4 separate regions of the Sus scrofa genome follow, and all the other regions are linked to region 2. Evidence: chromatin contacts called from public promoter capture Hi-C data. All regions are on one chromosome and are shown on one strand. Each heading gives the region's core, a stretch centred on a gene start, on an enhancer-like site or on the middle of the called end of the contact. The rest is flanking DNA. Distances are from core to core; before and after follow the strand shown.

Evidence for each region. Promoter capture Hi-C pulls out the DNA fragments that hold promoters and counts their contacts.
Region 1: a promoter capture Hi-C map of fetal skeletal muscle shows a contact between it and region 2, with 10 times the contacts expected there. The contact joins the promoter of PKP2 here to the promoter of ALG10 in region 2. A contact is called at or near these places in 1 of 5 promoter capture datasets (fetal skeletal muscle) and 1 of 47 Hi-C or Micro-C datasets (liver).
Region 3: a promoter capture Hi-C map of fetal skeletal muscle shows a contact between it and region 2, with 12 times the contacts expected there. The contact joins the promoter of FGD4 here to the promoter of ALG10 in region 2. A contact is called at or near these places in 1 of 5 promoter capture datasets (fetal skeletal muscle) and 1 of 2 datasets of contacts at active chromatin or transcription factors (alveolar macrophages).
Region 4: a contact with region 2 is called in a promoter capture Hi-C map of fetal liver, with 6 times the contacts expected there. The contact joins the promoter of DNM1L here to the promoter of ALG10 in region 2. A contact is called at or near these places in 2 of 5 promoter capture datasets (fetal liver and liver), 4 of 47 Hi-C or Micro-C datasets (embryonic fibroblasts, heart right ventricle, mesenteric adipose tissue and 1 more) and 2 of 2 datasets of contacts at active chromatin or transcription factors (alveolar macrophages and skeletal muscle).

Annotation. Positions count from the first base shown.
Region 1 is chr5:41,422,896-41,426,255 of Sscrofa11.1, forward strand. It overlaps PKP2 (plakophilin-2), which reads left to right and starts at 1,792. Exons shown (of 13, transcript XM_003126396.5): 1 at 1,792-2,237. The coding sequence starts at 2,015. It overlaps LOC106507506 (a long non-coding RNA gene), which reads right to left and starts at 1,634. Exons shown (of 3, transcript XR_002344052.1): 1 at 1,525-1,634.
Region 2 is chr5:40,421,438-40,425,030 of Sscrofa11.1, forward strand. ALG10 (ALG10, alpha-1,2-glucosyltransferase) reads right to left here and starts at 1,579. Exons shown (of 3, transcript NM_001244234.1): 1 at 1,263-1,579; 2 at 1-68. The coding sequence starts at 1,445.
Region 3 is chr5:41,877,408-41,880,489 of Sscrofa11.1, forward strand. FGD4 (FYVE, RhoGEF and PH domain-containing protein 4) reads right to left here and starts at 1,790. Exons shown (of 17, transcript XM_021092066.1): 1 at 1,178-1,790. The coding sequence starts at 1,454.
Region 4 is chr5:41,634,234-41,637,534 of Sscrofa11.1, forward strand. DNM1L (dynamin-1-like protein) reads right to left here and starts at 1,825. Exons shown (of 19, transcript XM_021092060.1): 1 at 1,574-1,825. The coding sequence starts at 1,675.

The sequences.
Region 1 (3,360 bases), core at 542-3,041, 1.0 Mb after region 2:
TCTCAAGGCTGCCAGAGGGAGGGGGAAAGGAAGAAGAAGGGGGCAGGAATAGAGGGAGTTTGATGTTGGAATTCTCTACCATCACTTCTTTAGTTCACCTCTCTCTTTTTTTTTTTTTTTTTTGGTCTTTTGTCTTTTTTGTTGTTGTTGTTGCTATTTCTTGGGCCGCTCCCGCGGCATATGGAGGTTCCCAGGCTAGGGGTTGAATCGGAGCTGTAGCCACCGGCCTACGCCAGAGCCACAGCAACTCGGGATCCGAGCCGCGTCTGCAACCTACACCACAGCTCAGGGCAACACCAGATCGTTAACCCACTGAGCAAGGCCAGGGACCGAACCCGCAACCTCATGGTTCCTAGTCGGATTCGTTAACCACTGCGCCACGACGGGAACTCCTCATCTCTCTTTTCAATTGACTCTCAGCACCACGTTTGAGTTTTTACATCTGGCTATATAATTGAGTTCTTTACAAGGAATAATCTACCTCAAGACTGGTCCTGCTGTGATAGGAGGAATTGCTTCCAAGAACCACCATCCACATGGCTTCACTTAAGCCATGTGGCCAGCCAAGAGAGAGTGACAGAACTATCACCACTCCAGTTGTCCAGGCTTTTGGCCCCTTGATTGCCTCTTCATTCCCTGTAAGGCCTTATACCTGTGTAGTAAGCGTGTGTGTAAAGATAGAAGGGTATGTCACAGGAAAACGGGGAATGGGGGAGTTGTGTTCCCCAGCCACGTCGAACTTGAATAAATGGGGTTCCGTAAATACCGAGTGATTTGAAGGAAAGTGGACATACAACCCGAAGCAATCAAAGGGAAGGCTATCTTACTTAATACTGGGGATAGATGTTTTTCTTTCTGCCTCTCAGGTCCAAAGCGGGGAAGAAGGACCAGTGGCTTAGGTTGTAAACCTTAAGGTTAAGGACTCTTTCTGTTGAGCATAGCTCTCAGCAGTCAACTAAATGTGAAACGTTTAAATAGCAAGGTAAGTATACCTTATGGAAGATAAGACTGAAAGAGCTCCACCAGCAGGACCCCTACACAGAGCCTACCATAAAGAGGGCTTAATCAACTCTAGAAGGACTGTTAAAGTATCACCTACTGAAAGTGTGCTCTTTCCCAGCACCTCTTATTGGAGTTTCTCTATGTGGGTGTGATCCTAAGAGAGGAGTGGGTGAGAAAGAGAGTGTGCTGGGTACAATTTGTGTATATGCAAGAGAATACCGAAACTCTCAATGAGGAATAACATATGTTTCTAGGAGTGCATCTGTGCAAAAAAGACACGGTCCCCGAAATTGTGCTAAGGGGGATAAAAACCCTATTTTAAAAAGTTTTTATTTTACACATGTCATCTTTTTGTCATATTTCCTCCTACTGTCTTGTCCGCCTGATCAAACAGCCCTTTCCCACCTCAGGTCCATGAAACATTTCGAACAGTCTGACAGCCTGACAAACCAGACAGACTACTCACTCGGGGATCCCAGAGGCAAACCTCGGCCCGAGAGCAGAAGTGACTCCAGGGCGCACCTGCCTGGAGGTCGTCCTTCGTCCATCCAGCGGAAATTACAAGGATTCGTAGGGCAGGGCCGAGGCCCGGCAAGGCATTGAGAGCCAGTAGTAGCAGGCCGGACCCGCAGGATCCAAGGTGACCTGGAGAGTGTGCACGACCAGGGGCGGACTGAGCCCTCTCCCGCTTCCCTGCGGTGAGTTCATCTCGCCAGGTGTCGGCGCGCGCGGCCGGCCTGCCCCCCACTCCCCAGCCGAGTGCGCCTGCCCGGTTGGAGCCGCGCCCAGTTCCCGGGTGAAGGCCGGGCGCCTGGCGCCCCAGGCCGCGCTCCCGGGAGCTCTGGCCTCTCACCGGCGGGGAGGCGGGGCCGGAGGAGGGGCTGGGACGGTGGGGTTGGGCCGGCGGGATTGGGCCGGCGGGGCGGGGTTCGCGCCCAGTGCCCGGGACTCCGCAGCAGCTTCCCCTGCAGGTCTCCAGCAGGCGAGCGGCTCGGTCGCCCTCTCCAGCCCCATGGCAGCCCCTGGCTCCCCGGCTGAGTGCGGCTACATCCGGACGGTCCTGGGCCAGCAGATCCTGGGGCAGCTGGACAGCTCCAGCCTGGCCCTGCCCTCTGAGGCCAAGCTGAAGCTGGCAGGAAGCAGCGGTCGCAGCGGCCAGGCGGTCAAGAGCCTCCGGATCCAGGAGCAGGTGCAGCAGACCCTGGCCCGGAAGGGCCGCAATTTCGTGGGCAACGGTGAGTAAAGCCCTGCCGCCTTCTGCATCGCTCTCACCGTGCCTTTTACCCATTCCCTACTCCTTCCTCACCCTCAGTGCCCAGTTGCTTGGACTCCCTTCTTACTGAAGGTGCGAGACCTGGTGTTCTGCCCACCTGTTGCTCGCCAGCCCATTGTACGACCTGTCGCGCCTTCAGACTCAGACCAGCTTACTTGGGGAAAGCATTCTTCTTTTTTAAAAATAACCTCTTACTCACCCTTGTCATCTATGTCTATTAAATGCATATGTATGTATGGAAAGAATTCAGTCCAAGATTTTCACCCCTCCCTTAACCTGCTTCCCTAAGCCCTCCACCCCCACCCCGGGGACTTCATCTGTAGGCTCTGAGAGTCTGTAAACACTTTGAAATTCTGTGCAGAAATGTGGTATGTTCATTTTTCTGGAAGAAAGTGCCTCTAGCTTTTATTTAAAATTTTAAAGGATCTATGACCCCCATAAATATTTTTTAAAAAGAAAACCTGAAAGTACTGGTTTTCTGCAAGCTGTATATTGGGATTGTGGTGCCTCGCCCAGGTACCTGGGGGCACTCCACCCAGTGTACGGAGCGAGTGGTTGATCTAGGAAATGAAAAGATTGGGTAGGAGGCTTTGGGCTGGGGAACAATCACACCACCCCGCGGATGAGGAGGAGGAGAAGAAAGGGGACTTTGGCCCCGCCAGCAGCAGCCCCTCCCGCCTCGCTGCGCCCTACCAACGCACTTGTAAGCACAGCGCTGGTATCTCCAAAAAAATTAAGCTTGGAGGTGAACGAGTTTGAAAAAATAGTAGTCCTTATATTAGGTGTTTATTTTTTCATTTTAAAAGTATTATAAGTTTATTGTGGAAAAGAGAAGGGGAAAGAAATTGAACAATTAAATTGGGTTTTTTGTTATTTCCTGCAGTGTTGAACTGTTTCTCTGGGAAGTTAACCTGGGCAATGGTAAATGTAGAGCCTATAAGGAAAAAGAAAAATGCTTGCAGACCAGATCAGAGAGTTAAAACAGCCGACCTTGGGAGGCTCTATTGTTTTCCCTTTGTGTAAAAGAATCAGGCAATCAAGACTTAATTACTTAAAGGGTAAAGAGAAGATATTTAATGGTTATA
Region 2 (3,593 bases), core at 329-2,828:
TTGGCCGGTTTGACCACTCCAACTGACAGCAGGTATAAGCCAGGTAATGTAGTAATCATGGGGTCCCACTTAAAAATAAAAAGCCAACAATGAAGCAAAACCCAAGAGGTGATAGTGATAGGACTGACACAAAGAGGTCATGCATTTGGGGAAGTTATCCTATGACATGGTTAAATAAGTCCGTGGCAATGGAGACAGCTCTGATAAGAAGTTTTACTATGTTTTGTCCCATACCTGTGTTGTTATTGTTAAAGTATCAGCAACCAGTAGACAACAACTTAACCTTAGTTTTTATTTTCTTATACCCACTCTTTAGAGGGTGATCTTTTTGGTGATTAAACTGCAAATGCTCTAGTTTTTAAAAGCATGGAAACACCAATGGAACTCTAATGCATTTGCAGTGAAAAGTCTTTAAAGAAATTCACTCAGAGGATCCACAACGACAGGTACAATGTAGTAGCCAGGAATTGTGCTAAACCCTCTGTATTTAATCCTGCAACAAGACTTATAGTAGACATTACTGTCATTTTCAGATAAGTAACCTGAAAATCAGAAAAGTTCCAAGCCACATGACTAGTAAATAACAGAACCAAGATTTAAAATTATGTTTTTCTCCAACTACAGACTATATTTCTAATCACTACTCTCTAACGCCTTTTACCAGAAGAGAAGGATAATGTCCACTTTATTTTTGTATCTATATTTATATACATATGTGGCTAAATACACATTTAAGTATGACGGCCTATCACTGATTTCCAATTTATCCAGTTAATAGAAGGTTGCTAAAACCAGCAAGGACGAAATTAATATAACCTGGCACTTCTTAGCGGCTGAAGGGCCACCCCCTCTACCCCACTTGCAAAATACAGTGAAGTGACTGACGGGTGAGCTAAAGTGAAGTTTTCTGACATTTCCTAGGTGCAATTCAGTGCCCCAAATCCCAGGATTGGCAAAAAAACGAAAAACAAAAACAAAAAACAGAATAGCTTTGGTCAGTTGCCTAGAAAAGGGGCAGTAACTCAGTTCCCATTAGTACATCTCCTAGAGCATTTTTTTCTTGGAAACAGAACTGCGTTTTTGTTTTTTTTTTCATTCATTTAGTAAATATTTCTCAGACCTCAGAAACCCGAACAAAAGATCACCGGGGTCCTTTTCCTGCTGTGAGCGGAGGGACCTAAGGTTAAGGGTGGGTGACTAGCGCTGGGACCGGGCCTGCTCTCACTAGCCATTCTAGGGTGCTGACAGGTCGGGGACCCCACCTGCGAGAGGGAGAAATGGCCCTCACAGTAGCGCTGCGCCTGCGGCAGGTGGAAGATCTCGTCCATGTAGGGTTCTCGCAGCGCCCGGCTGAAAGCGGAGAAGAGGAGGCAGGACACTAAAAAGGTACAGCTCAGGGCAGCCGAGAAGTAGTAACCCTCCAGCTGCGCCATTCCTGCCCCCATAGCCAAGAACCCAGTCCTGGTAGATCGGGGCGAGATGCTTGGGTCCGCAAAGTCAGGCTTGACACTCGGGCTCGAAACCGGCGCGCAAGGCGGGAATCGCCAGAGGGAACCGAGCACAGCCGGAAGGAAAGGAATGCCGGGAGAGCGCGGACCCCGAGCTTCCGGAAGGAAGGAGCGGGTCACTGTTTCCCGAGAGACGGGTTTAGATAACGGACCGAATTGTTGCGCTGTCAATCACGTTGCATAGGGCACACTGAGTGGTCAGCGCAGCCTGGAGGGGCAGACCTCGGGGGTCTGAAGGGTGCTGGAGCCGACTGCGTGGTGCTTGAAATGAAACCCTCCGTTTATTTTAAAGGTCTGGGTAGGCGTTTCCCCTGCGGTTCCCATTTCTTACCAGCAGGTGGCGACGTTTCCCCACATTTGCAATCCCTAAATGCTTAAAAATTTCACACCCCCGTCACCCCCGCGCACCCCACAGGCCCATGTTATTTCTCTCAAGTGATCTAAGTTACTAAAACGTTCCATTCCAAGGCATTTGATGTCACCAACTTTTGAGCGTGGAAGGGGAAGTGTTGGTTGTAGAAGCAAAGACTGAGACTTTGGAAGGTCCGGTGAGACAGACCCTTCACTGCCGAATAAACTTTACTAGGGGCTCTTTCAAAATGTTTGTACTCTCTAAGAGGATTTTTTTAAATCAGTATTCATCGTGCACTCTGATAGGCAGATCGCAATACTCTGCGGGACTTGGGAAAAGCGATTATTTTAGAAGTTGGCATAGTTTAGTTAAGGAAGGTTTCTCTGCCTGTAAGTTTGATTTTTGTTAACATCTCTGTTGCAGCGTTTTGTTTTTATTTTCCTACTAAATAATAAGCACGAACATCTTAATGGTTGGCACTGTGTATCATTTATATCTGTAGCCCCCAAAATGCCTTTCACATTTCAGACACTTAAATTTGAAGATTTTTAGTTTGTGTCGACTTGACTCAATTCCAGTATTGGGAAGTTGGAGGCCGGAGGTGAGAGAAAATATTTGAAGAATGCTGGGCGCGGGAGGGGGAGATAAATTAATTCTTGTGATTTTGCCTTGTTAGTCTCTGGCAATGTTTCATAGAAAAATAATCTCTTGGGTAACCTCAGTCACAATGTTTTTGATGGGAATACACAAGAAATAAGTCAGGGTGTGTTAGCTGCAAACCTTACGGTTTTCAGATCAGCTCTTTCTGTGGGTCAAAACTAATTCACCTTCTTCGATTTAAGTAACTTTCTCAAATTAAACTGACTGCTTCCCTATTCTGTCTCAGCGATTTCCTTATTAATGAGAGGGCCATGAGGTGAATAAGTGATGGGATAAGAACATGTATAAACCATTTGAATAAAATCCTGTCAGAATCCTACTTTGATGTGATGCTTAGCTATGTTTTCCCTATTCGTTCCCCATTTTATTATATAGTCCATGCTGTACTAATCTATTTGAGATCATGTTCAGACGATCTAGTCTTCAGGAGGTTGATATGATCTCCCAGTAACTGACCCCAGAACCCATGACTTGCTTAGTCATGATATGCACACTGTAGGGGTAGAAAAAAGTATATTTTTCTTCCACCATCCTAAGTTCTAAACTGGGACATTTGTAACATAAAAATGGATTAAGAAGAAAAAGCATACAAATTTATTTAGCATTAGTTTTATATGATAAGGAAGCCTTCATAAGGAAATTAAGACCTAAAGGAACAGTTAAACCTGAGCGTCATGAAAATCCTGGAAGTTATGGAAGGATACGATAGGCCAAAGATATGAGGTAAGTGTAGTAAACCGAAGGAAATTTAGCAAGGCCTTTTCATTCAGATTCCTCTGTGTCTGTTTGTCTTCAGAAATAAGGATGCTTCTTTCTTCCGGGTATAGAAAGGGCACATCTCATGTGAGGGTTTTATGACCTACTTCAGGGAAAGGTAAGAATGTCCTTCCTAGGTTTTATGACCTGTTTAATTGGAAAGTCAGACATCACTTCCTGCCCATACTATTTCTTAAATTTGTCACTCTTAAAATATTTAATATGTCAAGATGCCATATTTTGGATTAGCATGTCCTGAACTTCTGTCAATACCCTGCCGACTACTGACCTTCCCTAGAAGTGGTAGGCATTTTTGA
Region 3 (3,082 bases), core at 540-3,039, 1.5 Mb after region 2:
TTCAAAACAAAGTAACACATTTTCACTTAAAAAGGAAGAAAACACTCTTCTACTCATTTTGGAGTGAATCACACTAAACCTGGAAGAGACTTCAGAGATTATTTCACCAGTCTTCATTTTGAAGATGAGGAAACTGAGACCTAAAGCACTGTAATTCAGTTACTTGTTTATGTATTTTCTCACATCACTTTTTCGGCCCTTTATCTAATGCGGTTATAAATTTGTAACATATCCACCATGTTTTCCTGCCCTTTGACTGCTACAGCTTCAGGACAAGGACACGGAAAATTTTTAAGCTTCAGTACTCCACATTTAAACCATTATAAGAGCTTTGTTTCATATGAACAAAATGAGAATTAAGTGAATAAAAGCACCTTTATTTCTGCTGCTCAAATAAGATTTTTATCTCATAACTGGTCTGCATACAAGCCATCGATGGTTGTAGCACAATAAGAGCACAAAAAGTGGGGGGAGATTTGAAGAAGTCTTGCAAATTAAGAAAAAAAACCCTAATGTGTTCTACATAGCTTCAAGCCTGCCTGGGGAGAACCGAATGCCTTTAAAGAGCAAAGGTGAAGGTGTGGGCTTGAACAGATCATTTTGAGGATTTTTTTCTAAGACAAGGATTTGATAAGAATTCAGAACTCAAAACACCAAATTACTGATAGCTTAATTTATCAATACAAAAACAGCAATAAAAATCCTATTTCTTGATAGTAGGAATATGTTTTCTTAAGAGAGACTTGCAGCTTTTCACACTCAACAGTCTTTTTCCAAAGGGAAAAACGGAGCCCTCAAGATACATGGTCCAAGGTCAGTCTACAGCCAGGGTGCCTGACCAGAACCAGCACCCGCTTCCTGCATTCACTGTGCTAGTCCTTCACGAGGTCTGCCGAAAGCAACTTAGCGGAAAAAAAACGAACTTCAGTACCTAGAAAATGGGCCTTATTAATTCCTAACCAAACTTTTAAAATGAGTTATCCTTCGCTTCCGGAATTCCCTGGTAAGTGACCTCCAGGACAGGTAAGTTCAGCCCCCAGCGCGCTGCCGCCCAAGGACCTTTGGGGGAAGGGACAAAAGAGATCATGGGTTGGACCGCCTGAATGCCTGCCGGGCGCTCGGCAGTCCCTCACCTGCGACGACGCCCCGCTCACCCCTCACCTCCAGAGACATTTACCTGGAGAGTCTGCGGGGGCCTGGCCCCTGAAGGTGGCCGTCTCGGCCCATCCCAAGTGCGACGAGGGCCGACTCCAGGGCCGGGGGGTCCCGAGAGGCAGGTAGGAGAGGTTTGACTTTCGCCGGATCGCCACCCGCCTGAAGTTGTAGTCGCCCTCGCCGCTCATCTGGCCGCGCTCGCTTACGACTCGGCGCCCTCCCACGCCCAAGTCGGGCCGCGAGCGCGAACTCAGCGGACTGCCGAGGGGCGACCGGACCCCGGGGGGCGTCGCCTGCATGCCAAGGCGTGGCGCCACTCCACAGGGGCGACTTCGGGGCTGCTCCGCGCCGGCGCCGCCCTGCTTCGTCGTCTCCTTGGCAAGAGCTTCCTTATCCCTTCCTTCTCGGGAAGCCCAGGGCCGCGAGGAGAGTTTGGCTCCGACTCCCTGTGCGGCAGCCGCCACGCCCGGGTCTCTGCGGCTAGCGCTCTCACCTGACGCCGCCACTGCAGCGGCCGGCCCGGCTGCCTCCACCCCCTGCTCTCTGGACCAATCGTCGGCCGGCCCCCGAGGGCGGGTGGTGGAGAGCGCCCAGAGTTGTGCCAGTGGACGCCGCTACCGCCTCCTCGTCCGGCCCGGGCAGCGGCCCAGGACTCGCAGTGCCACCGGGAGCGTCCGGGCAGCTCCGCCCCGTCCTTCCCTGCCCCCTCTCCCTCCCTCCACTCCCCCTCCCTGCCTCCGGATCTCCTCCGCTCCGCTCGCCCAGGCTTGCCCACCAGCTGATGGGTGCCGCAAAGGCCCTCACCTGCGAGCGCACACCTGGGGTGCGCCCAGGATCAGCCGCGCTTACTTGGGGGACTTTGGCTGGACTCGGAAAGAAAGAAGAGATAATCACAGCTACTCTGGACTCCTTACAGGTCCTGCAATTCTCGCAGACCCACACGGCGAGGGTCACACGTGTGTCTCAAGTGGCTGCTGAGCCCTTGATAATGATCTTATTTATGTCGTAGAGCTACCCAGTGAGATAAGTATTTCAGATAAGAAAACCAAAGTGCGGAACCTACAGAGGGTCACAGAGCGCTGTAAAGCTAGACTGTTGCCCAAGGCTCTGCCCCAAAGCCTGTACTTATCTACTGAACCAAAAAAAATTTCCCAGGAGCATCCAGCCAGAGAATGATGAAGAGGTGCTTGGAAGTACAAGAGAAAATTGGAGCTAACCATCCACAGGTTTCGGTAAAAGCATCAGACCCTTCATCATCGCGAACACTTTCAGAACTGTATTAGTAATGCACTTTAGAGTCCTTGTCATTTGTTGCGTCATGTTTTTAAAACATAAGCTAAATATCAAGTCAAAGAAACTACATTTTAAGTTGTTTTTTTTGTTTTTTTGTTTTTTTTGGTTTTTTTTTTTTTTTTTGGAGTTCTCTAGTGGCTCAGAGGGTTAAGGGTCAGGCCTTGTCACTGCTGTGGCTCGCATCTCTGCTGTTGGATATTGTCCCCTGGCCCAGGAACTTCCACATGCCTCAGGGCTTGTTGGGGGCGGGTGGGGAGAAAAGAGGGGGAAGGGAAGGGAAGAGAAGAAATTGGTTTGCTTTCCTACATTTTAAAATTAACTACACTCTCTAATAATGAAAAGTGTTCCTAAACCACAGAGATAGGTGTGGAAAGAGCAGCATTCCAAGTATCCCAGCGCGATCAGAAAGTTCTCCAGCTATTACCCCCACATTAGAGGCCACCTCACATTTATTTAGATGGGCTGACCTTCACCCAGGTAAACGTCTTGTCCAGCTTCCTGAAGTGTGTCCCATAACCCAGTCCTCCTCCAGAAACCTTTTAAGAGGCAGTTCAACTTTCTAAGTCTCCTTAGCTGTTTCTCCAATATATATACCCCTTAGGAGAAGGAACTATGCACCCCTACTTTTTTAATA
Region 4 (3,301 bases), core at 575-3,074, 1.2 Mb after region 2:
AACCTGACTAGTGTCCATGAGGATGCGGGTTTGATCCCTGGCCTTGCTCAGTGGGTTGAAGATCTAGCACTGCAAAGAGCTATGTTGTAGGCCGCAAACGCAGCTCAGATCTTGCATTGCTGTGGCATAGGCCAGCAACTGCAGCTCCAGTTCGACCCCTAGCCCAGGAACTTCCATATGCCATAGGAGAAGCCCAAAATAAATAAATAAAATAAAATAAGGAAAGTAAAGCAAAGTAAAATAAAATAAAATAAATACTATCTAGCAACGCATTCAAAGTATTTATGGAGCACCTACTACATACTCCAGACTGTTCCAGGCTAGGGATAGGAACAAAGTAATGAACAAAATATACTTAAAACATTTCTCATAATTAGGCTGATGATTCATTCTCTGGTCACTATAAACATTAACATCTTTATAATTTATAATAATTTATAAAGACTACAATGTGTAGGCAGGATTCAGCAGAATGTCAACGAAGTAAATTTGTTCCTGAAATAATTTCTACTATTTAACTACCTAAAAACCCCCCACACACAGCCACCTTACAAAGGATGGCTATGGTTTCCAAGGTTTCCAGTGTCTGGACATACCCCATTATATTTTGAACATTAAATTTCCTCTCAAAATATGTATACTGTATATTTTTAAATTGTAGCAAGATGTAGCGATGCACCTCCTAGAAAGAGAGGAAACTGTCCCCTTCCCAATAGAAAAATCATTAAAAAATGAAAGCACTTAATACAGTAAGCTCTTAAAATGCGTTTCCCCAATAAAAACGGCCTATAGTTGATTTCTCTTCAACCAAGAAAAGCAGGAGGCAGAGAAAATGAAACATACACTTCTCTGGCATTCTAGAAATAGCATTTATTTCCTCAACATTTCTGCATGTAAAAATGTGCTATCTATAAGAAAAACAACATCAAAAGACCAGAGAACCTTGATGCTCAATTTAGATGGAAGACAAAAACCACACAGCCTACGCAGAAAAACGGGATAACCCTTCCTAATACCCACAAACTCCAAGTACAAGTTGGTTTGGGTCTTTCTGTTTGTTTGTTTTTAACTGCTTCTGGAAACCTGAATTACACTGCAAGAAAACACTCAGGTGCCACACAAACGGCCTTCTCGGTCCGGGCCCCGCGGTTCCAAAACTGACTCCACAGCCCCTGAGGGAGGGAAATACCCCAACGCCCTGAAACCAAACCACAAGGGACTGCCAGGTCCCGCGTGCACAATGTGGCCTCGCGTGCCCCGCGCGTCCCCCAGGTGCCCTTGGAAGCAGCGGCCCGCGGGCGAAGCCGCGCCCGGTCCCCGCTGACTCCAGTTCCGCCTGCAGGTCCGTCCCTCCCCCATCCCGCCCCCGAGACCCGCGGGACCCGCCGCGCCGGCTCCGCCCCTCGCCTCCCGGCCAGGCCCTGGACTCCAAGCCCTGGGGCACTGCAGCCCCGGGTGCCCAGGCGCGGCGGCACAGGCCGCGAAGGCCAGCCTGGGAGCCAGCGCTGCCGCAGCCCCGTCCAGGCCCGTACCCCAGGTTCTGGCCTGGGCAGAGGCCGCCTTCGTCCCTCACCTGCGTTCCCACCACTACGATCTGAGGCAACTGGATGATGTCAGCGCCCACAGTGTTGAAGACGTCCTGCAGCTTGTTGATAACAGGAATTAGTGCCTCCATGACTCGGAAAACACGGGACCCCCGCCCGGCCGGCCGCGGCAATGAATGGGGCCGGGGCCCAGAGTCCTCCTTCCTCCTCTCCTCCGCCCTCTCCTCCGGAGCCGGCACCCATTGGACCCCGCCCGCCAGCTACCTGCCCCCTCCCGACAGACAATGCGCCAAGGGGGCGGTGCAGAGAAACAAAGGCTGCCGGGAGTTGTAGTTCTATCACGGAGGACTGCTGGAGCCTACAACTTCCAGAACGCTGCGCGAAGCTGGAGGGACTTGAGCTGGGAGAGAAGGGCCCTTGGGGCCAGGATGCTTGGCTGACTTCTGTCAAAAGATTAGGGAGCTAGGCTCAGAGAGTCGGCAGGAAGAGATATATTTATGCCTGTCCTCGGAGCAAAATGGGTGTGAAAATTCCGGGCACGAATACGTACTAAGTATAGCTGAGTCTCTTGTTTATCCAGCACGTCTTTTCCTAATAAGGATGCTTTTTCGTGTGTGTGTGTGTGTGTGTGTGTGTGTGTGTGTGTGTGTGTGTGTGTGTGTGTGTGTGTGTTGGGGGGAGGGAGGATTTGAAAGGCTTAAAGAATAGCTCTTAGCCTCAGATACCCCAGACCAGGTTGGAACACAAGGATTCTCCAGGATATTTGTTGAAATGTATTCAGAAAGAATCTGAAAGTGTCAGAGTTTTAGAGGGGAAGGGCTGAGCTCTCATTCTCTATATTCTGTATAAATCTTTATTCACTGTGGCCTGATTCTTAGCAAAGTGGAGATCTGATACCTGCCTTACTGGCTGTTTGCTAAGTGTCTTCTGTTCTATTCCTAAATGTTTTTCTTGTAAAACAGGTATCTCTCATTTATTGTAAACCTTTGAAGTTTCCTCTCTCAAAAAAAAAAAAAAAAAGGTGACATCGGAGCAAAGACCCAAGGTAGGTGAGGAGAAAGACTACTTGCCCACTTCATTTTTCTACATAGCATGTATCCCCATCTAACATGCTACATATGCTACATACTGACCTTGTTTACTATCTCTCTCCTCTAGATTATTAGCTCCTAAAGACCAAGGACTTTTGACTGTTTAATTCACTGATACATCCGTAGCCCCTGGAAGGTGACAAACAGGATATTCCCAATCGTAGTACCCTCTTAGTTTACAGTCTAATAGAGGGTGATGCCATTATAGACAAATAGGTTAAGTGCTTTAACTGGGTATTATGAAATACTTTTTCTAGCCCGAAGGGGAAGTGAAAGTTCATGCAAGACTTCCTAAAAGTCACTAGATATAATCTCCTTTAGAGCAAGGACCACCTCCAGTAGTGGAAGTTGTGCTTCAGTGGTTAATAGAACTTTAGGTACCCCTAACCTGCACAGCCATACACGGTAGCCCCGGGGAAGGGCATGCTTGATTTGTTCAGCAGGACACATGGTACTTAATAAATACTTTGAACAAATGAATTAAATATCATCTAAGCGAAGACCTAAAGGTCCACTAGTGGTGTTTCTGGCATCAAGTCTCAGGAACATTTCTTCTAATTCTTTTTTTGTTGTTGTTTTTGCTTTTTAGAGCCACACCCGCAGCATATGGATGTTCTCAGGCTAGGGGTCTAATCAGAGCTGTAGCCAACAGCCTACGGCACAGCC